Linked DNA regions of Sus scrofa: regions 1 and 2 are each linked to region 3. A link is a contact called in public Hi-C data. All regions are on one chromosome and are shown on one strand. Each heading gives the region's core, a stretch centred on a gene start, on an enhancer-like site or on the middle of the called end of the contact. The rest is flanking DNA. Distances are from core to core; before and after follow the strand shown. Region 1 holds the start of GLCCI1 (glucocorticoid-induced transcript 1 protein). Region 2 holds the start of C1GALT1 (glycoprotein-N-acetylgalactosamine 3-beta-galactosyltransferase 1). Region 3 holds the start of RPA3 (replication protein A 14 kDa subunit).

Evidence for each region. A called contact is a pair of places that touch in the nucleus more often than the background predicts.
Region 1: a Hi-C map of liver shows a contact between it and region 3, with 4 times the contacts expected there. The contact joins the promoter of GLCCI1 here to the promoter of RPA3 in region 3. A contact is called at or near these places in 3 of 5 promoter capture datasets (fetal liver, fetal skeletal muscle and liver), 4 of 47 Hi-C or Micro-C datasets (heart right ventricle, liver and skeletal muscle) and 1 of 2 datasets of contacts at active chromatin or transcription factors (skeletal muscle).
Region 2: a Hi-C map of skeletal muscle shows a contact between it and region 3, with 6 times the contacts expected there. The contact joins the promoter of C1GALT1 here to the promoter of RPA3 in region 3. A contact is called at or near these places in 1 of 5 promoter capture datasets (fetal liver), 3 of 47 Hi-C or Micro-C datasets (liver, omental adipose tissue and skeletal muscle) and 1 of 2 datasets of contacts at active chromatin or transcription factors (alveolar macrophages).

What each region holds. Positions count from the first base shown.
Region 1 is chr9:78,216,048-78,220,360 of Sscrofa11.1, reverse strand. It overlaps GLCCI1 (glucocorticoid-induced transcript 1 protein), which reads right to left and starts at 2,181. Exons shown (of 8, transcript XM_021102418.1): 1 at 1,593-2,181. The coding sequence starts at 2,055. LOC110262233 (a long non-coding RNA gene) reads left to right here and starts at 1,358. Exons shown (of 3, transcript XR_002347050.1): 1 at 1,358-1,628.
Region 2 is chr9:77,507,324-77,511,454 of Sscrofa11.1, reverse strand. C1GALT1 (glycoprotein-N-acetylgalactosamine 3-beta-galactosyltransferase 1) reads right to left here and starts at 2,113. Exons shown (of 5, transcript XM_021063389.1): 1 at 1,877-2,113. It overlaps LOC102161092 (a long non-coding RNA gene), which reads left to right and starts at 2,211. Exons shown (of 6, transcript XR_002335827.1): 1 at 2,211-2,624; 2 at 3,241-3,314.
Region 3 is chr9:77,911,746-77,916,161 of Sscrofa11.1, reverse strand. It overlaps RPA3 (replication protein A 14 kDa subunit), which reads left to right and starts at 1,290. Exons shown (of 4, transcript XM_021102423.1): 1 at 1,290-1,577; 2 at 2,764-2,838; 3 at 4,259-4,367. The coding sequence starts at 1,479. It overlaps UMAD1 (UBAP1-MVB12-associated (UMA)-domain containing protein 1), which reads right to left and starts at 1,217. Exons shown (of 4, transcript XM_021102419.1): 1 at 1,080-1,217.

The DNA of each region.
Region 1 (4,313 bases), core at 932-3,431, 300 kb before region 3:
CTCAAAAATTTATGTAACTGCTGGCTTCTTTTCATTCTGGTACCTCTTATTTCATACAGTTGTAGGAAATGTGCAAGGGAGGTGCATATGGCATCAATCTGTTAGAAAATGGTGGCCTTTTCTATAAAATACAGCCAAAGATGTGTGTTCAGTTGTGGTCATTATTAGGGCGATCACGTTGTTTTCATTCATTCATTCAGGATTTGCTGGAGGATGTCAGTTTCTGCAGCAGCTGGCTTGACCTGGGGGAGGAGTGGGGGAGCAAATTCCTTCTGGTGCATACAGATTACAGGATGTATTTCTTGGTGCTCCTGTACACATACCACTGCACTACATCCTACTCTGCCTCACTACCAAGCGGTCTGAAAACAAGGGCCTTAGTAACACGCTAAATTACAGGTCAGAAATATTAAAACAAAAACACCAAAACTGCCATCTATCATAACACAATCACTTTCTCCAAGTCTAAGACCTTCATCAAGAAAACGCCATTAAAAAAATTCCACATACCACATAAACATTATACAGAGCTCTACAGTGTTTCCCTTCCAAGCAGAGATTTTTCCACTCAGTATGATGGGTTCTCTCCACAATGCAGCAGCAGCAGCGGCAGCATCTGTAGCCCTAGCCTGGTATCTATTACTATGAGTTACTCCTTCCTCCCCTATGAGCTTTACATCCCTGTTGTGGTTAATCTTCCTTTTCTCCCCCAGGACACAACTAGAGCATGCACTGAGTCCCTAGACATAAACCAACCACACCAAAACACAAAACATTAAGGAAAGCCAATAGCATCCACCAGATTCACCATTACCTTTGACACCTAACAAAAAAGAAACTTGAGATCCTTTAACAGCACAACTGAACTGTTAAGCATACTTAAAAATAGGAGGAAAAAACAGCACACTCCACGAACAGGTCCTTAGAAATTTACCATGAAAGTCTCGAATTGGGCACAAACTGTTTCTGGTGCATTACTGCTCTGATGCATATGACTATATAAAGTAGAGAAAAGAGACCGGAACACACACACACACACACACACACACACACTACACTACTTCAACTGCACATCCAAAACTGTTCCCTCTACACACCCAACAGGATATCCTTACATCATAACTAATGCCACCTCCAAAAAACAAAAAGAAAAAATTATCCCGCTAGGCACAGACACGTTATGGGAACTTTGTAGGAAAGCACAAAGAGGCTGTAGAGATTACAACCACCACCTTATCGGCTGCCGGAGAGTTTGTGTGCGTGTTTTTTTAAGTGCTTCGCCCAGCTCCTCCTTCCCCCGCTACAAACAGCAAACACATGAGCGAGCTAATCAGCTCTAAAACTGAAAAACCTTCGATGCAGGAGAGTGACGGAAGATAAAATCTGAGGGGCGGCAGGAGGGTCAGATAAAAGTTGCTTTGCAGTTCGCTCCTCCAAGCCCCGCAGCGACCGCAGGGAGGTGAGATTCCCAAAGCCACTTTCACACCTTCGATAATGCACTAGCAAAGAGAAGCCCGGAGAGGCTGAAGTTTCCACGGAGGGCACGGTCGGGGAGACGCAGCCCGGGAGGACGGAAGGGTTGGGCTCGCTACCTCTGCACACGGGCGAGCCGGGGCTCCGTCTCTCAGGTGAGTTGCTCCTCCGGTGGCTCTCGGGGGACCGTCTCGGGCGGCCCTTGGCCCGCGGCGCCTGCTCAGTCGGGGCCGCTGCTGGCGGCGGCGTCGGGCTGGGCGGGCTGGGGCCGCGGGCCGCGCCGGGCCCCGGGAGGCTGCCCAGCGAGGCGGCGGCTGCTGCGGCGGCGGCTGCGGCGGGCGGGCGCGTGGGACTGTGCTGGCTGCCCCGCAGGAGCTGGTAGGGCACCGTGGCGCGAATGGGTTGCAGCAGCCGCCCGGCTCCCGAAGCCGGGGCACAGCCCACGCCGCCGCTGCCCGCACCGTTCCCGCTCCCGGCGGCGGGGGCGGCGGGCGGGGACCCCGCGGCGCTGCGCCGCATCCTCTGCGGCGGGGGATGAGGGGTCTGAGAGGAACTGGAGGAGGAGGAGGAGGCAGTGGACATGGTGGCTCCGCGGGCCCTGGACGACGCCGGCCGACACGGAGGCACGGAGCGGGAGGCGCGCGAGCGTGTAGGAGCCGGCGCGATAGTGCGTGCGAGTGTGTAAGGGGGAGGGGCGGGGGTATCGGGGAGGGGGAGGAGTCTCTCGGCTCCCCCTTCCCAACGCGCACCCCCGCCGCCTCGGCGAGGGGGGAGGGGAAGGCTGCGAAAACAAACGTCCAACGGCCCCAACCGCTCGGCCGGGCACGATGTGGCGGTCACGGCCGGGGCCGCTAGGAGCCCGGAGCCGCCGCCGGCGCCCGGGGCATCGCGCTGACAGGAGAGCGGGGCAATCCCCCGGACCACGCAGCCTTGCGGGGCTGCACGCGCGGGAGAGCCCGGCAGCTGCAGGGAGACCCGGGACCCCTGCTTCTAGGGACCAGGGTAGGGAAAAAGGTCTAGAGGTCCCTGGCTCTCGGCGGAGTCCGCGCCGCCGCCTCCGACTCAGCCCCTGCCCCTGCCAGATCCTCACCCCAAATGGCAACTAATCCCGCAACCGGTACCCCGCCTCCGGCACCGCCTCCCGGCGCCCCGGACCTGCTGGAGCGAGCGTTCCCATTGGCTCCCCAGTTTTCCACAAGCACTGGTGTGATTGGTTTTAGGATTGGAGTGAAAGGAGCAGCTACCAATGAAAGTGGCCGTCGTACTTTAGAGGCGGGATTTGAGGGGTGGAAGAGTGAGAAGGAGGCAGTTCTTGCAAGGAGGAGCGTGAGAGCCTTTGACAGCCTTTGAGGTGAGAGAGAGACTTTGATTGGGCTGCCCTAGGAAAGTGGATCCTTCTACGTCCTGCTCGTGTTCTGACACCTACGGACACGCGCACACCCGAGAAAGCAGGTTGCGAGGGCTCCACCCTCCAGGGCCGATTTTACAATTTGAGAAAGAAGATACTTCAGGCGAACTTCATTTTGCAAGTACACTTGTTCCTGGGGTGGGATGTTTTAGAGTTGACACTTATATCCCTTACCCTCTAATGTTAGATTCTGAGGTTTCGTGGCAAGTATACTAATCGAAAGATCTTCTGGCCATCAGAAGCAATGTTCAGAAGCTGGACTGAGCAACGGGTGGATACTGTGCTGTGAAAAGAAACATTCAGATCTCATGTGCCAAGAAAATTGCAGGAGTCAACAAAGAATTATGCATCATAACACCATCAGTTAGATATATTAATGGAGGGCACCCTGTTGGCTTGCCCCAGAAGTAGATGGCCTCTTGGGAGAAATAAGTAACATTAAATAAGTTACTTGGGAGAAATAAGTACTGTTGATGTAATGTTAAATCCTCTGTGGTAAATTTAAATTTTGTTCTGCAATGAAATTGAAAAGATGCAGAAATTTTGGATGACCATCAGGAACCTGTTTACCTTAAACGAAGGTAAACGAAGGTTTGAAACCTTAAGCAGGAAAAATTAATGGAAGAGTCTACATCAGATACTCTCCATTAGTTTCCATGAGATTGAAAAAAGAGAAGTGGGAGGTCAGATTGGTCTACTCTTCGTGTCTACCTACACTGACAATTTTACTCTGATTACAGGCACTAAATGCAGGGGTCAGTTTCACTTAGAGGAAGTATCCATCTCTGCTTCCTTGTGCCCTCGGACCAGAAGGCATACTAGATTCTGTAAAAGATTCTGTTAAAAGTGGATGTCCACCTTTTCCGTAAAAATGCAAGAATTGCATCCAGTACCTCACTCCATTAAGACTAGTGTAGTTCCTCACTTTATCATATACTAGAATTACAGTTAAAAATTGTTGGACATTTCATGTGCCCGCCACTGTTCTAAGAACAGTTTATGTGTTAACTCATTCAATTGTCCTATAATCCACAAGGTAGATACTATTATTACTCTCATTGTATTCACATATATTTGCTTTCCTGAATAATATATTTTAAGTATAAATATAGTAAAAACTTTACTTTTTAAAATTTGGTGTAATTGACCTATTTAAATATTTTCCCATCTAAAGTGAAAGCTTTTCTCATTCGTTAGGAAATTGTCACAAAAAAAGATGGTAAATGGCTTATTTCAGGTGACTTTCTCAGATTATGAAGAATATAAATTGACAGATTAAAATAAGTAAAGTTGTTTAAAATGCTGCTAAATTTCTAAGTTGATTAAATTACATCATGGTTTCATTATAGAAACACTATCTCTGGCTATCCCTAAACTTAAGTATAGAACAATCTCAACACTATAGATTACAGTGATTCTAAATTTATACCAA
Region 2 (4,131 bases), core at 864-3,363, 410 kb after region 3:
ACTTGTCCATTTTCCATTTAATGTTTACAGGTGCTCTGTTACAAGATTCCACTCAATGATTTCTCCTCACAAAGACTCTACTTTAAATTACCACAGTTTATAAAGTGTATAAGTACTATAATGCAATTTTTATCTTGGCACAAATCAAACAGTATACATCTAAATGCCACGCATTTCTATTTCCATCATTAAGTGATCATTAACTGATGTAGTCCTAAATAAGTTTATGATAAAATTCTAATAATTTTGGGATACTGAATTTACTCAAAATTGGAGACTAGTATAATCTATATCCCCCCCAAAATACTTAAAAATACCTATATTTAAATGGGTAGTAATCACAAAACATTTTTAAAATGCTGAATCCTAAGTAAAAAGATACAGAAAAACACAAATTCCAGGCAAACTTAACAGACATTTAACAGTTCTCCACTAGTACAAAAAAACCATATTATTTTCCTGTGAAGAATTTTAAATGAGTCATACTTTCCTCACTAAATCACTGTTTTACTTAACATATGACAAAAAGAGTTAACTGTTTGGTAACTTGAAACTTTACATTCAATTAAACTGTGCATCAATACACACTAAGGCTGATAGAAAACAAAATAATTACTATACATAATACTTCGAACACACAGCATCATGTGCATAAGGCTCATTTGATAATTATCTGATAACATTGTGGAAAGTTGCAAAAAGTTAGACGTCCTAAAAACTCAGATTCCCACTGTCTAAAGTAATATCAGGATTAAGTAACTTGAAATCCTGCACAACACTTTTTCCTGGCACAGAGGTAGAGCTATCTATGTTAAACGCCCAACTTTTAGTAAATGAAGATATTTCTGTCACAACGGCCTAATTACTCACTCTGATGCACTAAAGTTCTAACTTTATAACTAACTTTTAAAAGCACGATGAAATCAATTCACGGTTAGGATTCTAGGTTTCACTCCGAAAGGCTTTAAAAATAACCACAAAGAATTAAGAGAACTAGATTATAAACCTAGTCAACTTCTCCAAAGCGTAAGCTGTTTTGTCATTTAAAAAAATAAAGGGAGAAGGTAAGAGCTGGGGAAGAATAACCACTCCTAAATTTCGCTCTTTTTTGAATATACAATTTATTTTAATTTAGAGTTATAAGGTCCTTTTGTCAGCACCTACTAATCTCAGCACACCTTGTAGGAGAATGGAGAGTGGAAGGAAAAAACTCCTTTGCTCGTCCGTCCTCCACGCATCAAGTACCTAAACACACACCTGCCTGGTTCATTCCGCCAGAGGCAGGGAAATTTAAAAGACCCAGTCAGCCACAGACAAACCTGATGATCCAAGAGAGCCCCGAGGAAGTCCCCCGGCACCTGCGGAAGGCGCCGGCTCGCTGGGCGCTGGGGCGGTGAGGCTGCCCGGCGGCTTTCACGGAAGGTGCCCACACCTGAGTGCCCGCCGGTCCGCGGGGGCGGGGCGGGACCCGCGGGGCAGGACCGCTAAATGGTCCAGCCGCGCGATCCTCCAGCGCAGTCGGCGCCTCACCGTCGCCACCCGACGGCAGGCAGCGCGCGAGGAAACGAGGCGAGCGAGAGGGCAAAAAGGAAGAATCCACGACCCAGAGGAGGCTACTTGTCAACAAAATAGCGGCCCGGAGGGCAGGCGGCCCCAATGGCAGTTCGCAGAGGCGCGGGGAGCAGGAAGTGCCCCGTGCCTCCCTCCGGAGCCCGCACTTGCCCAGCCCCGGCGGCGACTCCGAGACACCTGTTTGGTGGCGCTGGGGGCTGGGTTCACCCTCCACGCTCCCCCCACACGCACACTCCGAGAGGGGGAGGGCGAGGGGAACAGAGACCTTGGACCCGCAGCCTAAGGGCGCCTCCGCCAGCCGTACCTGACATCAGCCTCCTCTCCCTCTCGCCCCTCCTGGGGGGCAGAGAGGGGGACGCCACGAGACCGGCGACCTTCGCTCTTCTCGGCAGCCGCAGAAGTGGCTCGTGGCTGCTAGCTGGGGCCGCCCGCTGCCGCCCAGATTATTCCCCGGCGGCGGCGGCGGCAGCGGCGGCGGCCGAGGCGGGCCCAGCGCTCGCTCCCGCCCGCTCGCTCCGCCCCTCCCCGCAGCGCGTCCAGGCCGCGGCCCGCCGACGGCGCAGCCGCCACCCAGGGGTCTCCGAGCTCTGACGTCGCCGCTGCCGCACCAGCCCCAGGGAAGGGCGGAGCGAGGGGGCAGGGAGAGGCGGGGCTACGGCGACGTGCTGGCGTGGGGATAGGCCACCGAGCGCACGCCCCGCCCTGTGCGAAGGGGTCTGGGAAGTCGGGTTTTCTGCGAGCAATAGTCGCAGCCCTCTATCCGCTCCTTACGGGTGGCCTCAGCCTTCCTCGTTCTGCTATAGGGTCTTGCAGTGGCTTCCGGACCTTTGAAAGAATTAAAGCAGCAGGAACTGAGGCTGCGGATACCTGAGGGACCTTTGTCTGAGGGGCAGGCTCTTACCCTGCAGGAGTCTTAGGGCCTCTAGCCTGCTCTTAACCCTTTCTTTTTACTGCTTTTATCCCTTCTCCCGACTGTCCTTAGTCTGTATCTCTGGCCTTATTAAAAGGAAGTACAACAAGATGAGGTATACAAACGGGTGTTGGATAACCAGGTATGTGAACTAGGAAGGGCTGAAAACCAACTTAGTGATACTACGAAGCCTGCATACATACACACGTGGTCTTTAGTTCCGTCATTACTTCAGTGCTATCAGGCAGTGGCTGGAATTCTTGGGAGCTTTACCAGCAACCCCCGCTCCCCACCCCCCGTCACTTTTTAGTTTGTAAAGGGATTTTGTATCGGAAAACTGTTTTGGGTTTAGAGGGAGGAGCCCTGGAGCGATTGAGGCTGCCCCACAGCAATCAGCAGGTGGGGGTAATGTCTGGGTTTAATTGGTGTTAATCATCATCTACAAGGCCTGGCTTGAGGGTGAGAAAGCAAACTTGCTTCCTTTAATGCCCTTCTCAGTAGTTCTTTACTGCCTAGGGGCTGTGGCCTCAATCTTGAACCCTCCACCTATTAGCTCGGTAAACTTGGCAAGTTACTTAATGTGCTTGGGAGAAATAATAACAACATTTAGTAAGGTATGGTTGTTTTCCCCTCCTTTAATTTGTTCAGATTCAGCTTTAGTGCAGTTTACCGGGATGTGCCACTATAAGATCCCAAAGAATCTTCCAAAAGAATTTTAAAACATCTAGTGATTCTTACCCATACCTCTCATTTTTCAGATGAGAAAGCTGAGGTCAGAAAAATAAACTGAAAAGCCTGATCTAGAAGAGAAGTGCAAGTATCTGACGTCCAGGTTAGTGCTGTTTCTCTGGCTCATGCCTCCAGACTTCTCTCTTATATCCTTACCTCCACCCTCTTTTCTCTTCCTCAACTTGTAATTATCGCCCAGCCTCCCATATTCCCTTCTACAGCCACTATGTAGCAGGAAAAGAGACCCTTCAGAGGTCAGAGTGTTCCAAATGGAAAGCAAAACAAGACAAAATGCCCCAAGGGTCTTATTTCAATTTTAGTGAAATTTATAATGAATACAGAAAATATTTGCAGATAAGCAAAAATAAGAAACTCTTCCAAGGATAAGTTCAGCTATAGCACATCTAAGAAAATTACTGGTAGAAGTCCCCACTGTGGTGCAGTGCATTAAGGATCCACTGTGTTTAGCCACAGCTATGGCATGAGTTGAAACTTGTGTCTTGGATTCAGTCCCTGGGCTGGGAACATCCCTTTGCTACAGGTGCAGTGGAAAAAGAAAATTACTGGCAAGAAGCTATGTTGATACAAATAATACCAGGTCAAATCAGCTCCTTCTACCCTTTTGGATATTTTTGAAAATGGCCATTATTTCCATGAGAACAATGCATACTTATTTAAGCAAATACAAAAAAAAAAAAAACTTTCCAAATCCCACAATCCAGAGGTAACCATTTTTTTAAAAAGTTCATGTTATACTCTTTCAGATATCTCTTAAAAATAAAAAACACCAAGACATATAAATATGATATATGATAAACTGGATTTTATAATGCACATGGTTCTTTTCTCACTGAATACTGTCATGAACAATATCATTTTAAAAAGTTGTGTAGTGTCTGTTAAGTGGATGTAGTCATTTA
Region 3 (4,416 bases), core at 41-2,540:
ATATTATGGGCGGGGAACTATCATTTGACTACAGTACAACAGATTTCCATCTTAAATTGCCCTGTGTCCTTAGTTTAAGGCAGATGCGGGACTAAACTGGAGACTCGAGCTAGGTACCTCAATGGCTTGGGCAAATTCATGAACTCGGTCTCCAAAAAAATAATAAAATCCCAGTGAATTTTTGTTCCCAATTTCTGGAGCACCGCTGGCATGTATTTTTATGAGCACTCATTCTGGAATATTCTGGCAAGGTAAATCCCGGCAAACAAAGCCCTGAAAATCAACAGACACTTGAGCCAGCAAAAGACAAGAATCCTCCCCAAATTTCCTTGAAACAAATTATCTTCCACACCTCCTGACCTCCCCTCCAGAGTCCTGGGTGTGGAAAGCAATGGAGGGAAAGATCAGCAGAGAGTTAAGAAGAGTCTGTCAATCACAAAGACAAAATTTGTCACCTGGAACCTTGCAATACATTCAGTTATCTAACACCCTCATTTTGCGGATGGGGAAATTAGGTCTCAAGAAGTAGCGCACCTGCTCAGGATCTAACAGCTATTTATATTCGTTTCCTCTACTACCCCAGTGGTCCTTTCCTCACTCAGTCCCAAATGTTTCAATTCGTTGCTAACACGGAGGTGAGAAAACCCACACCACAGTGTGGCCAAAAAGTTGGGGCTAAAAAGGGTCGTAGAGATAATCAAGTTAACCTCTTAGCTCACAGGTGGGGAAATTGACAATGGAAAGTGACGCAGCTGAGGCAATAAATCGCCGACCCTCTGCCACCGAGCAGGAGCTTCACAAAGGAGGCGAAAAATCACTGGCGACCCCACTTCCCGTCTCCAGGGAGGAAGGGTGTCAAAAAGAAATCCGATCCCTAGATTTCATTCAACAAGAACCTCGCGCTTCCCACGAAGAACCCGGAAAGAGGAGGCGGGGAAACGCGAATGGCCGGTGGCGCAGCAACGAGCATGCCACGGAGGCGGGGGACAAGTACCAAACTCCCGCCTCTCTCTTCCGCATCCGTTGGTGGGGAGAAAGAGCAACAGTAAGGCTGCGGCGACTCCCGCGATAAGAGGTACCTGAGGCTCGAGCCGCAGTCCCCCGCCGCACCGCACCGGAGCCTGACACCCTGCTTCCGGGGTTATGTTGCAGCTGGGGGGGACAAGATCAAGGGAGGAAGCCTTAGCCCCGCCCTATCCAAGCCCCGCCCCCGCCTACACTTCGCAGAGAGTCCAGGTAACTTCCGGGACGCTGTGCGTCACTAAGCAGCCGATCCCCACTTCCGGGCGCATCCTAGCCTTCTTCGCCGGCGGAGACAGCGGGACTGTGATCGAGATTTCCGCGCGTTTGATTGGCGGAGCGAGAGTGCTGGTCTCCGCGGATTGGTGCCGGGGAAATCCGCCCCGAAGACGTCTGCCGAGCTCAAGGTTTCAGTTGTCGGCTTGTTTCCCGCCATCTGTCGGTCCTGCATTGCAGTTATGGTGGACGTGATGGAGTTGCCCAAATCGCGCATCAACGCCAGCATGGTAACTCAGTTCATCGACCAGCCGGTCTGCTTCGTAGGGAGGCTGGAGAAGGTACGTGCGCTTGCTGCCCTGGGCTCCCCCTGGGGAAGGACCCCGTGACTGTCAGGGTGGAGGCTTCAGAGTGGCTAACAGAGTGAAGGAGGACGAAAAGCTTTGCAACATCACTGCTCTCCGACTGCTTTATTTCTCACAAGGGAATTTTTTTGCACACTTTTTATCCATTGCAGCCTTATTTTGGTGCTTCTCTTAAGGCGAGAAATAGGGAAGTCTTCGAATGCGCTGAGTTCTAAATTCTAGCGGCCCCCACCCTCGTTCTGTTTGTGTTTACATAAAGATTACAGACAGAACTCTCACATTTACTTTCAGATTTTTTTAGTTTAACCAGACTTGACAACTAAGCTAATTTTCTTGTTTACTTATGTTGTTAATTTCCTTTTTTCTCAAACCTCATTTTCTCGTTGAAGTCGCTTTCCTATAAACATTGTTTGATTGTCCTTTTCTGATCCAGCAGCATTCTGTTATCTCACACCTCTGTTAGAGGGCAGCCCCTCAGTCTGCTGGTAAGAAACAGGCCTGAAGTCTTAGAATCAGGGAACTGAGAAAGCTGAGGAAAAGAAAACTTTTATATAAAGTCTTATTTAGTGGTTTTAGCCATGTATCTTCCTGAAATAGCTGTATTCCAAAATTGGGAAAGAAACTGGGTAGGAATGGAGTGTGGTTACAAAATGCTCAAGGCCACAGTAAGTAGCACAGCTGGCATTCAAACCAGATCTGACTGCACTCTTTGCAGCTGTCTCACAGTAGAACCTAGGTCTTCTGACAACCAGTAGTTCTCTATTTATTCTTGCCTAATTTTTAAAAACATACCCTTTGGGAGATATGTACTCTTTAAATCATGGGTGCCAGTAGATCTCACTTTTAGATAGTATGGAGCCTCTTTAATTTGTTCTTAGCATAATGTTGCCAGATTTAGCAAATAAAAATATGGGACACATTTGTACTAAAAAGGAGGGGTTTTTTTTAATGAAATTCAGATTTAATTGAACATCCTTTGATCAGGTATAGTAACACAAGATAATTTGAACCAGTTAAACTTCAAATACAACTGTTTTGTGAGCATCAGTAAAGTAAGTATGGGTCAGTCTGCTCATCTTTTGGTCAAGCGTTTAATCTTTCAAAGAAGATTTTAAAGGGTTTTGTGTGGAGTTTTTTTTTTTAATCATGTTTCTTTTTTTAGATTCATCCCACTGGAAAAATGTTTATTCTTTCAGATGGAGAAGGAAAAAATGTAACCATTGAGTTGATGGAGCCTGTATGTTTAAGTATTAATTCTGTGTATATCTATCTATGTTCTATGTATATGTATATATGTATGTATTCTATGCATGTTCATTTTAATTTCAGAGTTAATTCTTCATCTTGTTTTGGTTTGTTGCTAATGTTTCTGATTCTTGGAGTGGATGTATAAAGGACCAGCTTATCAAACTTTTCTCTCTCTCTCTCAAATCAAATTTTTGCCCTCTTTTTACATTATATTTCCCTTTACATTTCTAACCAGTGATTTTTTTTTTGACTCTGATTTTTTTTTTTTTTTTTTGCTCTGCTTTTTAGGTCCACACCCCCAGCATATGGAGGTTCCCAGGCTAGGGGTCCAATTGGAGCTACAACCGCCAGCCTACGCCGCAGCCACAGCAACGCCAGATCCGAGCCATGTCCACAACCCACATCACAGCTCACAGCAGCCCTGGATCCTTAACCCACTGATTGAGGCCAGGGATCAAACCTGCATCCTCATGGATCCTAGTCGGGTTCATTAACCGCTGAGCCACGAAGGCAACTACTGGACTCTGATTTTTTAATGCATCCCTTAAATGCCAGGTGACAATTCTCCATCCTTATGAAAGACCAAAAAATCACGTTAAGAAAAATCTGTTTAAATCACTCTTTCCTTCCTTAGGAGTTTTACATTTTAAATGCTATTTTTTGTTTACATTTATCTTCAGAGTTCCCATCATGGCTCAGCAGTTAACGAACCCAACTAGTATCCATGAGGATGTAGGTTCGATTCCTGCCATTGCAGTGGGTTAAGGATCCGACGTTGCTGTGAGCTGTAGTATAAGTCTCAGACTTGGCTTGGATCCGGAGTTGCTCTGGTGTAGGCTGGCAGCTACATCGCCAACTCAACCACTAGCCTAGGAACCTCCATATGCTGCAAGTGTGACCCTAAAAAGAGACACACACACACACACAGAAAAAAAAAATTCATTTTCAGTTGTCACGTATTTGTTTTTACAGTTTATGTTTATTGTACTTAAAAATATTTTCTTGGTCATTTATGAAGACAGATCTGTGTGTTATTTAGTTAATATATGCAGAACGCATTGTATAAGATGTAGATAATAGAAGGTTCCTTTCAGTGGGCTCTTTTAAATGAATGACTCCTTATGGAAATGCTGGACATTCTCAGTTTCTTTAAGTGATTTTGTCTTCAACTTTAATGTTTAACTGTATCTTTGGACCTCGAGCCACTGCTAAAGGTAATAGGACTGGTGATATGCTGACAGTAAGTACTCAAACTTTTTTTAACAAGTAACAATTCCATTTTTGCATTGATAAATTTTTAAATTAATTTTCATGAAATGAAAGATTAGTAAACTATAGAACAATTTTCCAAGTTAACTATCAATTGAAGGTGTGATAACACCAAGGCAACATTTTGTTCTTTGTGTTAGCTTGATGAAGAAATCTCTGGAATCGTGGAAGTGGTTGGAAGAGTCACAGGCAAAGCAACCATTATGTGTGTCTCTTACATCCAGTTTAAAGAAGATAACCATCCTTTTGGTAAATAAAGCTTTCTGTAATTCACGTAATTAGGAGGAAAAGAGTTTTA